Linked DNA regions of Zea mays: regions 1 and 3 are each linked to region 2. Evidence: chromatin contacts called from public Hi-C data. All regions are on one chromosome and are shown on one strand. Each heading gives the region's core, a stretch centred on a gene start, on an enhancer-like site or on the middle of the called end of the contact. The rest is flanking DNA. Distances are from core to core; before and after follow the strand shown.

Region 1 (3,782 bases), core at 462-2,961, 260 kb before region 2:
GCGCTAGCTGCAGGCCTGAGGTAGTCGAGTCGATGGGACGGCACGGGGTCCCTGTCTGCCCCGTGCAGTGGGGACGATGGCAGCTAGCATGGCACATCGACGTCCACGAAAAGAATCCTGTTTCTACTGCTACCACCTCTGGACTCTGGTGCGCTAGCTACTCATCAGCTAGCGCGCGCTAGAAGAAGAAGAAGAGGTCAACAGCTTAATTAGAGCGGGTTTCTTGAGTGGTCAGTGTGCAACAGTGATGGAAGAACTAGCAGAGGCCGGCGGCAAAAGACGCCTCGACGTGCCATTTGTGTTGCACACCTAACAGCCCGTGACAGGGGCACAAAAGCTGTATTATCTCTTCACTCCCGTGCACAGACGCCTGCTTTACGTCTCGTTCTCACTTCTCTCTCTTTTTTTTTCACCCCAAGAAAATGAAAACGTTTGTGTTAGTTGTTGGTACGGGCACGGCCAGGCGGCGTTGACCACGCACCTTCTTTTTTTTCATGTCTGTACGGTATCGGCCGAGCTAGAATGCGTGCGTGCGTGCGTACGTGTGTGTTACTCGCTCGTTAGCAGCTGGTATATATATATGGACCCTACCCAAAACATATCCTAGCCTAGCCTAGCTAGTGTCCATGCTAAACCTGCGCCCCCAAAAATCATGGAACACGGGGGTTTCATGGTGCACACACAAGTTTTGCTGCTGTTTGTTGTTGTTGTAACGTACGACTGCCTAGGTAGTAGCAATTGTGTAGCAGCAAGCAGCATATACATATCTCAACAACAAGGAGTTTATTGCAGTTATATTCTCTCTCTATCCGGATCGCAACATAGAGTATATATATTCATATGATGGAGAAGTTTTTGGAATCTGTTAAAAATTAAACGAAGAGACGACACGTACGATCGACCGTAGTCTATTAGCTTTCTGTTCTCCCACTGCTAGTAAAAATATTCAGATAAGTAGTAGCTAGATAGTAACTAACCCACGAGTGTTTACCCAGGAGAGACAATAGACTACGTGGGTTAGTAAAAATATTCATGTCTTTGTGCATGGCGCGAGGGGACGGAGAAAATTAATACGTGGAAGCTGCTGCGCACGAGGCAGCAGCTAGCTAGCATCGTCCGTCGTCAGCTAGTAGTCGTCGCCCGAGACCTACCGACGACGTGAAACAATTAAGCAGGTAGCAGGAGACGACGACGACGTGACGTGAGTGTATGTTCTTCAAGCTAGCGAGCGAGCGAGGGATGGAGACGGGGCGAGAGAGAGTGAGCTAGATATATAATCGAGGCCGGGCACTCACACATCCTCTTGAATTTCTCCTTGAGGTCGGTGAGGTGCTCGCTCTTGGTGATCCGGAAGTAGTAGTCCGGGTAGTCGGCCTGGTACACGCAGTTGGCGGGCGTGGCGGTGCCGATCGCCAGCACGGTGGCGGGGCCGGTGGCGCGCTGGGCCTTCCTCACCTCCTCCACGGTCACGGTCGCGCCGGCCATCGTCGTCGTCCTCTCCCCCTCGATCTTTCTCCCTACGTTGTACCAGAGAGACCGATCGAGCTAGGCTCTCGCTGGCAAGACGACGTCTACCACGCGACAGCAGCAGCTAGCTCTCGCTGGCTCCGGCAGGAATTGAAGGAACCAAGCAAGCAAGCACGATCGCCAAAGCGGGCTTGGCTTTCCGGTTCGGAGGAGCTAGCGATCGAGCTGCTGCCTGCTGTGTGTGGGAGCTGTGGTGTGGGAGAGGACGGAAGCCGGTGGGGGCGTTTATATAAGCGCGCGGGCTGGCGACCGGGTTAGGTCAGTTGGACGGGCGGATGGGCCGCCACGTGGGCGGCGACGACGCGCGGGGCGGACGTGCCGGGGATCGAGACCCGCCCACTGGAACGAACGCCGCGCCGGGGTTAGTTGGGTCGCGTGGCCGCGGGCGGGCGGGCGGCAAGCCTGGTGTGGTGTACTAGTAGAGTATGGTATGCTTGCACACCCAGCAGCAGCCAGTCAGAGTCAGCGTCTCCCTCATCAGGCACGCCCACCTGCACTACATGCGGTCGACCGGTCTCGTCGTCGTCCGGTCAGCTACCACGGCCGTGTGTGCCGCACAGAAATTCACGCTCCGTCCGTCGTCGGCGGCCCTGCAGCCTGCCCAAATAATTCAACAATATCGTCGTCTCCGTCGTCCGTGGTAAATTAATAAAAAGACCGGAAAACCGTTACCCGCAACTATACGTAGGACTAGATATATATAGCTAGCTCTAGCGCACACGTATTATATTTTCCTGGATATGTGAAAACAAACACGGTTTGAAAGGTAGGTCATCGATCTATGCCACTTGCATGCACGTCTAAAAGGTATTCCGCTTGACGTAAAACAGTCGATCGATGATTCTTAGGATTGGTCGTTTTTGTAGAATCACACCCCCCCCCCTCTCTCTACATTTTTTTCCTTCTGCGGCAGTGAATGCATTGCATGTGTTTAAATCATGCCTCCATGTGTTTAACTCATGCCTACACAGTAGTACTAGTAGTAGTTTCTACTTACTTTCCTAGAGAATACGTACGACACATTGCTATTGCCTATTGCTACGCATTAACGACGACGCACGAGTGATGTGTTCTCACTAGTTTGTTGAGCTAGCGGCAGATACTTTGTGATAAATAACTTTCACTGTTTCAGATTAATTATTATTTATGACTTCAAAAAAAAATTACAAGTTAATAGATCACGTACAGTGTCACACGACTTAATTGCGCGCTCACACTACATGACTTATATAACTTCGCCAAAATTACAAGTGGCGAGCGCCGTAAATATTTTGTCATTTAAATAATAGCACGTACATGATAAAATGTTACACACCCCAATTTACGATATGACTGTAGACCACCATTTATTATTTATTTCCTTGTGTATCTTCATTTCGAATATCAGGTACATATGAGAGATGTGGGGGCGCAAATTAAATATACGCACTACTGTCGGCATCCATTAAGCTAGTTCCATCTTTATATAGCTTTTATATCTACCACCACAACACGCCATATATCACGTATCGACCATATACAATCGATCTTGTCCTCTCTTTATTTACGGTAATATATAGCCTTCACTAGGTAGAGAAAGGCTCAAAACCTGCAGGACGATATATTTTTACAGCGGATTCGGTCAACTGCTTGTGCTATTTTTAGTGGCGGTTTCATAAGAAAACCGTCTGCAACATGATTTTCTAGTGGCAGATTTATTAAGAAACTGCATGTACAAATAGATTTCTAGTGACGGTTTTATTAAGGAACCGCCACTAGAAATCATTTTTATCCTTAATTTTTTGAGTTTTTCAAATGGCCTCGTATGATGAAACCACCAAAATAAAAGTTGTAGATATCTAAAAGTTATGAAACTTTGTAGTTGACAACATTTTTATTTGAACTTATTTCGGTTCTCAAAAAATTAAATCTAAGTATGTCAAATTTAAAATTCAAATTTTTGTAAACTACCTCGGATGAAAAAAGTGTCAAAATGTAAGTTGTAGAACTTCAAAAGTTATTCAACTTTGTAGTTGACAACTTTTTTATTTGAATTCGTTTACGGTCTCAAACAAGCAATTTACACTCAGTTGGTTGTAATATGTGGACAAAAAAAATACAAACTAAACACAAAGCATGCCATAGATGAAGTGGTAGCGGAGCCTACACGTGAGGGTGAGGTCGGCGGTTCGATTCCTAACAACCACGTTTAATATTTAATATTTAGCGATTTTAATACGCCAGTAAAAATACATTCACAACTGTCACTATAGACT
Region 2 (3,611 bases), core at 627-3,126:
AGAGACATGGGCGGTACTGGATTGCCGACGGGGCAATCGACTCGTCCTCCACTCCCACTCTGTCTCAGGTGAGAGCAAGGAGCACGGGCTCGAGCCCAGCCATTCGACCTCGGCACGACAGCTCACATCATCGCATACAGCAACTCGAGGTTAGTGCTTCTATAACTCGTCCTTCCTTTAGTTATATATCTAGTCTTTGAGTTACTATAACGTTGGCTTGTAATATTACAGACCCAACTAGAAGAGATGGAGGCGAGGATAATGGCGGAGCGGGCGGCGGCTGATCAAAGGATGGCGGAGATGTTCCAGTACATGCAGAGCCTTGGCGCCGCACAGGGCATCGCTCCGCCACCTCCATTGTTCCCCCCAGTTGACCCTACTCTCTTCCACACTCCTGTGAGTATCAAAATTGTAGTTAGATGTTTGTAATGCATCTGGTATAACACATGCTATCTCTTCTCTGTGCAGGGCCAATCTGGGGCGGCATCCAACAACCCTCCGGAAGGGTTCAGCCCAACGCAACCCCGACCAAACCGCCCACCTCCATGAGTCATTGTTTTAGACTTCAGAACTTATGTATAATACTTATGTTTCTGTTTGATACTTATGTGAGAGCTTGCGACGTTTGAGACTTATGTTTGTGTTTAATACTTGTGTTGAACACTTATGTTTGTGATGGATATTTATGTTTGTGGTCACGGTTTTATGTTTGTGTTGGCTATTTATGTCTGTGATGATATCTGTGATGTATATATGTGATATATATGTGATATCTTCTGTTTGTGTGGATGGAAAACAAAAAACAAATAAAAAAGGTACATACTGGTGACTTTGCCGAGTGTTACACTCGGCAAAGAGCCTCTTTGCCGAGTGTCTGGGTCATAACACTCGGCAAAGAGCACAGACCTGGGCACCGGCTTAGGTTTTTTGCCGAGTGTTATGTCGCTGGCACTCGGCAAAGAGGTCGTCTTTGCCGAGTGCCACTTGGGACACTCGGCAAAGAGCCTGACATTGGGACCCTCCCTGGCGGGCTCTTTGCCGAGTGTCCCAAATGGCACTCGGCAAAGAAGGCGGCTTTGCCGAGTGCTGCCAGGAGGACACTCGGCAAAGATATCTTCGTTGCCGAGTGTCACCGTTGACACTCGGCAAAGCCGCCGTCTCCGTCAACCGGCGCCGTAACGGTCGCTTTTCTTTGCCGAGTGCTCCCTGACACTCGGCAAAGATCTTTGCCGAGTGACCGAGAAAAAGTACTCGGCAAAGAAGTCTTTGCCGATGCACTGTTTGCCGAGTCTTCTTTGCCGAGTGTTACACTCGGCAAAGCCTTTGCCGAGTGTTTTTAAGGCTTCGCCGAGTGCTTCCGGCACTCGGCGAAGCTATTGATTCCGGTAGTGTACGAACCATTTAGACCGTGATCCATTACCGCCCCGTGACCCCATCCTCAACAATCTATAGTACTTCCATTTCAATCCGCATGATGCCATCCATCCGCGGACTTGTACGTTGCGATGGACTCCGATCCTTCATGCAATAAAGTTTTAATTAATCCTACGAATAGCCCCCCATGCTTATTAAAAGAGGGGAACCGTAGGTTAATTACGTATGCTTTGCATGTTAGTACTAAACAGATTCCGTGTGCTCAGTGTATAGGTGAACATAATGCTTCCCCGATCAAAAGCAAAATGAGTACAAAGAAATTCTGTAGAACTAGAATGGATGAAGAGTTACCAGTAGTAAAAGGAGACGAACGCAGCAGTGTATGAAAAAAAATCCTTACAAACCGAGATCAGAGAATTGGGCATCTTAGATTGGGAGTTTGGCCTGGTCCGCTTTCAGGCAGACAGCCAATAAGGCCTTAGTTGGGCTTACTGAGTACGTTCAAGCCCACCAGTACGAGGAGAAGCCTGCCGTTTTCATGATGTGAAATTTGGCCTCGAGGCGGGCCGCACCGTGGTGTTGTGGTCCTTTCTTATTTTATAGAGTATACATAAAGCATAAAAATGACTCCCCCCCCTACATAAAGCATAAAAATGACTCCCCCCGCCATAAATTGTTCGATTCTTCTATCTATAACTCCAAATGCTTTCCGTTCCAAACAAACTATGGCCATAATATCTGTAGAAACGTCTTATTATTATACTGGAAGCGAGATATTCGCGCACACACACGCCATACAACTAAATAAATTCACCATCATAGTACCTATTAATGTCTATAGTGATTTTACCATTCCCTAGTAAGTGGCATGATTGCATGTTTGGATTGTGTCTTAAACATGATAGCACCACCTATATAATTTTATCAAGTACACCTGCTCCAATATGAACATAATGCGGTACATGGGCTCTATCCACACTCACCCGTTCTTAAGGTGATCATCATATCAGTTGTCTAGGGCCGGGGAAGTATGATATCCGTGTCTATGGACATCGTGGCTCAGGCCACTAGGTTTAATGTCATTGGTAACCAGTGTCGCCTTATGTACTTGATTGTATTTTATGGTACACTTCGCATATGCATGCGTGGCTACAATATCGATGCACAACTGCAGTGTCCTACAACTTAAGACATGTGTCACCACACTTAGCCAGGTCCTGATGATGTACTATCTATGGTGCGGCCTAACACATCCTTCTGTCATGAGTCAGGATTACACTTAGCTACTGTGCCCAAGGGATGGATTTCATCATGCACTTGTTTCCATATTACCCTGAGACACGGGTGTCCCGGGGATTACATATATTAGCGACCATGATTACATATATACTACCTAAATTAAAGACGAGCTATTTCTGACCTTCGCAAGAAATTTTATGATTTGTCTTACTACTAATAATATGTCTTATGAGAATCGAAATAGATACTTCGTTAGAGATCTCAAAGTAGTTCGATACTTAGTGATATCAACCCACGTAAATGACTCATATTTTGAGAGATATCAAGGGGATAAGTGTAAAAACACAAGAGACGTAACTTGGTGAAGAAACGTCTTCTCTAAGCCTACATATTGTTTCACCCATACAACCAACATAAATGAGCCGTATCTTGAGAGACTCTAGTGAATAAAATACAAGGCTTAGATATTTTATGTTGTATATGAAGGGTGTTTTTTAAATGTATCTAGTGTTATGAGAACCGCAACATAATATCTAAGTTGTACATGCCCTTGCAATTTATGGTGTAGCATATATAATGAGCTAGCAAGAACAAGTTAACGAGTGGATGGATTATTATGAACATCTCTTGACGCACTTTTCAATTTCAAGTGAAAATAATGCATCGCCATCCTCATCTGTACGTCTACAGTGGTCAGCATTTCAATTCGCACTAATGCCGCCGTATCGTTCATCTGATGAATTGCCGTGTAATATATATAGACTCCTACACTACACTACACGTGACCTGTTCCTGGATTTCCATAGAAACCTGCAGCTAGCACGTTCAACTTTTGTAAGCAACAGGTTGAAAGAGTTTTTCACGCAGCCCACTAGGATGAAGAAGTAGCCGTGCTACGACTGCTGTTGTATTGCATATTTAATTGCATGCATGTCTTCAGATTCAGAGTGCTGCTAGCTTTAGACAATGCTAGACTACGATGACTGCTCTTGCCGTCG
Region 3 (3,989 bases), core at 276-2,775, 330 kb before region 2:
AAATAAGTAGCTAGACGTGTAAAACACTTTCTTATTATTACTCAGCCGCAAAAGCACTAGTTTTCGTCCTGGTCCTGGCTACCGGTGGCAGCATGCAGCACAATTGTCTCGACTGTAAGTCCGGGTCCGACCCCCGACATGACTCCAAACTGGCAGTCCTTTTCCTTGGTGTCTTCCTCACGGCGGCGGCGATGGCGTATCTCGTCGAGAACAAATATGATCGTGGAGCCCATCATGTTGCCGTACTCACTCAGGACGTGCCGGCTGGCCGCAAGCTTCCCGGGCTGCAGACCGAGCGTAGCCTCGTAGCTGTCCAAGATCGCACGGCCGCCTGGGTGCACCGCCCAGAAGAAGCCGTTCCAGCGACCGCCACCGTCGCTTTCGTTCACGAGGCCTAGCGGCGCCAGCGAGCCAGCTAGACACTGCTCTAAGCTGCCGCCGACAAGCCTCGGCACCTCGGCGGACAGGCGGCCGTCGACGAGGCCGTTCTCTCTGAGACTTAGCACCACCGCCTCGTCTGTGCCGGGCAACGTCGTCTGCGAGGCGGACACCATGTGGAAGATGGGCCGCTCTATCTCCATGGCCATGGGGCGGCTTGTCGGGTCCGCGCCGACGATGATTGCGCCGGCGCCGTCGCCGAACAGCGTCATGGGGACAACCTTGTCCAGGCGGGCGTCGTCGTCCGGGGCGCCGAACATCAGGATCTTGGCCTGCGCGCAGGCCACGAGCACGCGCGCGCCGCGGTTGTTCTCGGCGACGTCCTTGGCGACGCGGAGCGCCACGAGGCCAGCGGAGCAGCCGTGGAGGTAGAGCAGCGTGCGGCGCACGGTCGGGCGGAGGCCTAGCAGCGCCGCGAGGAGCTGGTCGACGCCAGGCTCGTTGGCGCCGGCGTTGGTGGCCACGACGAGGTGCGTGATGTCGGCCGCCGGGCGGCCCCAGTCTGCGATAGCCCTTGACGCTGCCTCCGCGGCGAGCTTGGGCGCGGCGTCGGCGATGACGCTGAGCCTCGTCGTGAGCGACGGCAGGTCGCGGACGATCAGCTCCGGGTGGTCGCCGATGATCTCCTCGGTGTGGTAGAAGTAGCGTTTCGTGATGCCTGACCTGTCACCTGCGTGGAGTGGAATACTCTGTGATTAAAGCAGACTGGTCTTCCATGGCATGTCGCGGACGTCTTTCCGTGGCATGCATGTTTGCGTTGATTAAAGCAGAAGCAAAATATTCTCACAAATCTTCTTCGTCTTGGCCTTGAGCTCCGCGAGGTGCTCGCTCTTGGTTACGTCCAAGTACCAGTCGGCGAACTGGTCTTGTGGTACGCAGTTCTTCGGGTTCGCCGTGCCGATGCCAAGGATAGCCGCGGGGCCATCGGCTCGCAGTCGGTGACGGATGCCATGCAGTACGGTGGCCGAATTGGCACAGCTTCTTGTGGTTGTGGCCATGGCTTTTTTCCTGATCTAAAGCACCTCTGCTTTGCTTGTCATTTACGCATGCAGTCGACGCTTGTATAATGTCGTATCCATTCACGCGAAAATAATGCAGATGCTAGCAACGGCCAACAGCCAACACCCAACAGCTTATATGGCAATACCTCCAACCGAAAAGGAATTTCCACGGCTACAAATTACACGATGTTCGGTTATTTCTATTCAACATCGATTGGATAGAATTAGAAAAAATTATGAAGAACTTTGATTTTCTATGGATTCAAACTCATCTAGTCTCGTACAATTCATATGGATTAAGAGCAAAACAAACAAGCTCCGGCTGATGGACATATAACATATATTGGTCCTACAATTATATATAGTCCGATGCTTTCTCAACATTCAAAATCATGTTAGTCCTCATAATTTTCGTTTAGACTCTCAATTTTATCGTACACCAATCAAAGTGGTCATGAACTTTAACCAGTGTACTTTGGCCTCAAATTCTTCTGCGAACTACAAAACTGCATTTTAATCCCTTTCTTCTTGGTTCAGTTTCTTCCCTACTCCTTAGGCTTAGTTTGGATACTCTAGTAATGAGTGGGATTAGAGTGGATTGACATGTATTGAGCGGGTATTTGATCTATTGGGGATTTATACCCTCTTCAATCCCTCCAAAACACTCTAATCCCAAAGTATCCAAACTAGGCCTTACGTGGAATAACCTCCCGGCCCTGCCATTCGTTCATCGTTAGATACTGGCGTTATCTCTCTGGCTATTGAATCAAATATCACACTTCTGATATTTATATCAATATTTTAGAATGAATATTAAATATATCGAATATCAAATTATGAGAATGTTAGGATCTGACATCTTACTGTTCAATTGTAACTTTTTATTTCAGTAGCTAAATATTATTTTAGCATATGGTCAAAAACATATCACTGTTATCACAACCAGTACCGAGGATGTACGGTAGTTAATAAATTTAAAAGGTAAGTCACCAGACCGAGAACTGAATGTAAAGGCACAGGCGACTCGAGAATTTAGATAGGTTCAAACTCTCAATGCGAGATAATACCACATGTACTCATTATGGGGGTGTCTATTTCCTATGCAATGTGATTAAATGATCTACCTTTTTGTAGTATTCTCGCCGTCATTTTATAGTCAAAAGGAGGGTAGGGGACATGGGAATATCTAGACCGATCATAAGGATAACGATCATGCTAGCCGAGTCTATCCCGAATTATTGGGCAGCATATCTCTATAAAAAAAACTCGATCGCTAAGAAAAAGACCGCCATCTCGGTATAATGTCTGGGGCCGCGACACTCAAGGCACACACAACCCATTGATGGCTAAGTGTCCGAAATATGGTCTCGACCTAGAAAATCTCCAAACCTTGGCCCCATCACCAGTGGGCCGTCACCGGCCACTCTGTAACGCCCTAGCCGGAGGGTGGCGTGCAGTACTTAACCCGTGAATGAGGTATCCAATAAAAGATCATAAATGAAATATCCAGTAAAAACATCTTTAAGTCCATTTAATTTAGTTCCATAGATTAATCATGTGAGGATCTGAGGCTCTCTTAATCGTGAGCACAAATGATATATCAGTTTTACACCCTGCAGATGTTCTACATCTTTACCCATAGGTCGCATAAAAGTTCAAACAATTTTGCACTCGACCATGTTGTGCTGGCCAAGCACAATACCACACTTCCATTTCCAAGGTGTGATTGCATAGGGATGCTACGAGGCTTTAACAAAGATTCACTAGTAGGAGAAAACCTGCTAAGATTTTGGACGAGGTGATAGAGATCTCCCTCTACTGATGACCTACCATAGAGCAAATCAATCTGAGAACCGATCTAAACTTGAGCAACGACTTCCCTTTTGCCCCTTTTGGATAAGGTTAACTCATAACTAGCTTTCCTAATTAATCAGCTTTCCTTATGGTTGCACTGTTTTTTGGGTTGTTGTTGCTCTAGATTCCCATTAAATATAGTGATCTTGTCCAACAATGATCAAAACAAAATTCACATGAATATAGCCATATTCATCTGAACAAAACAATATCCAAGTTTATAATAAGACAACATTTCATATATATATATATAGTAATATTCATCAAACAAAACAATATTTCATCTTCCATGTGCAACTTTATCCCCCTAAACCAAGTAGAGCACTAGCATGCCAAACCCAATAAAAATAAAAAACAGGTGTAAACAAGGTATAGGAAAAACAAAACTAGGCATCCCTAATAGGTCACATCAGGCTAACCTAAATACACAATGCATATGTAGGAACATAATAGTAAATATTATATTGATTAAAACAGCTACATTAGAAAGCAGAGTCAGCAGAGTTAACACAATCTTTAAAAGGAAAATCTTAAGAAGGTACTGGTCCAAAAAAAGGAAAGGCTAACTATTCAGTAGCCATGTCTATGACCACACCTTAGTGAAAATTTCTCGTCAATTGGTTCAACATTATTGTTAGGATGAATTTCTTGTAGCTATGCAGGTGAGCATCTTATGGAAAAATGAGTTATTATTAA

The links. A called contact is a pair of places that touch in the nucleus more often than the background predicts.
Region 1: a Hi-C map of ear shows a contact between it and region 2, with 2.8 times the contacts expected there. The contact joins the promoter of LOC100274415 here to the enhancer-like site in region 2. A contact is called at or near these places in 3 of 25 Hi-C or Micro-C datasets (ear, leaf and tassel).
Region 3: a contact with region 2 is called in a Hi-C map of tassel, with 3 times the contacts expected there. The contact joins the promoter of LOC103654408 here to the enhancer-like site in region 2. A contact is called at or near these places in 4 of 25 Hi-C or Micro-C datasets (bundle sheath, ear, leaf and 1 more).

What each region holds. Positions count from the first base shown.
Region 1 is chr4:198,740,394-198,744,175 of Zm-B73-REFERENCE-NAM-5.0, reverse strand. LOC100274415 (chalcone synthase) reads right to left here and starts at 1,711. Exons shown (of 2, transcript NM_001148774.1): 1 at 1,296-1,711. The coding sequence starts at 1,485.
Region 2 is chr4:198,480,191-198,483,801 of Zm-B73-REFERENCE-NAM-5.0, reverse strand. No RefSeq gene overlaps it. Among protein-coding and RNA genes, the nearest start is that of LOC103646828, 27 kb to the left of the region's middle. Within about 2 kb of position 1,876, at least 15 of the 20 cell types and tissues checked have an H3K27ac peak or open chromatin away from gene starts, as enhancers often do. A contact at or near this core is called in bundle sheath, ear, leaf and 1 more, where this site is marked.
Region 3 is chr4:198,810,208-198,814,196 of Zm-B73-REFERENCE-NAM-5.0, reverse strand. LOC103654408 reads right to left here and starts at 1,525. Exons shown (of 2, transcript XM_008681244.2): 1 at 1,226-1,525; 2 at 1-1,108. The coding sequence starts at 1,436. The coding sequence ends at 57.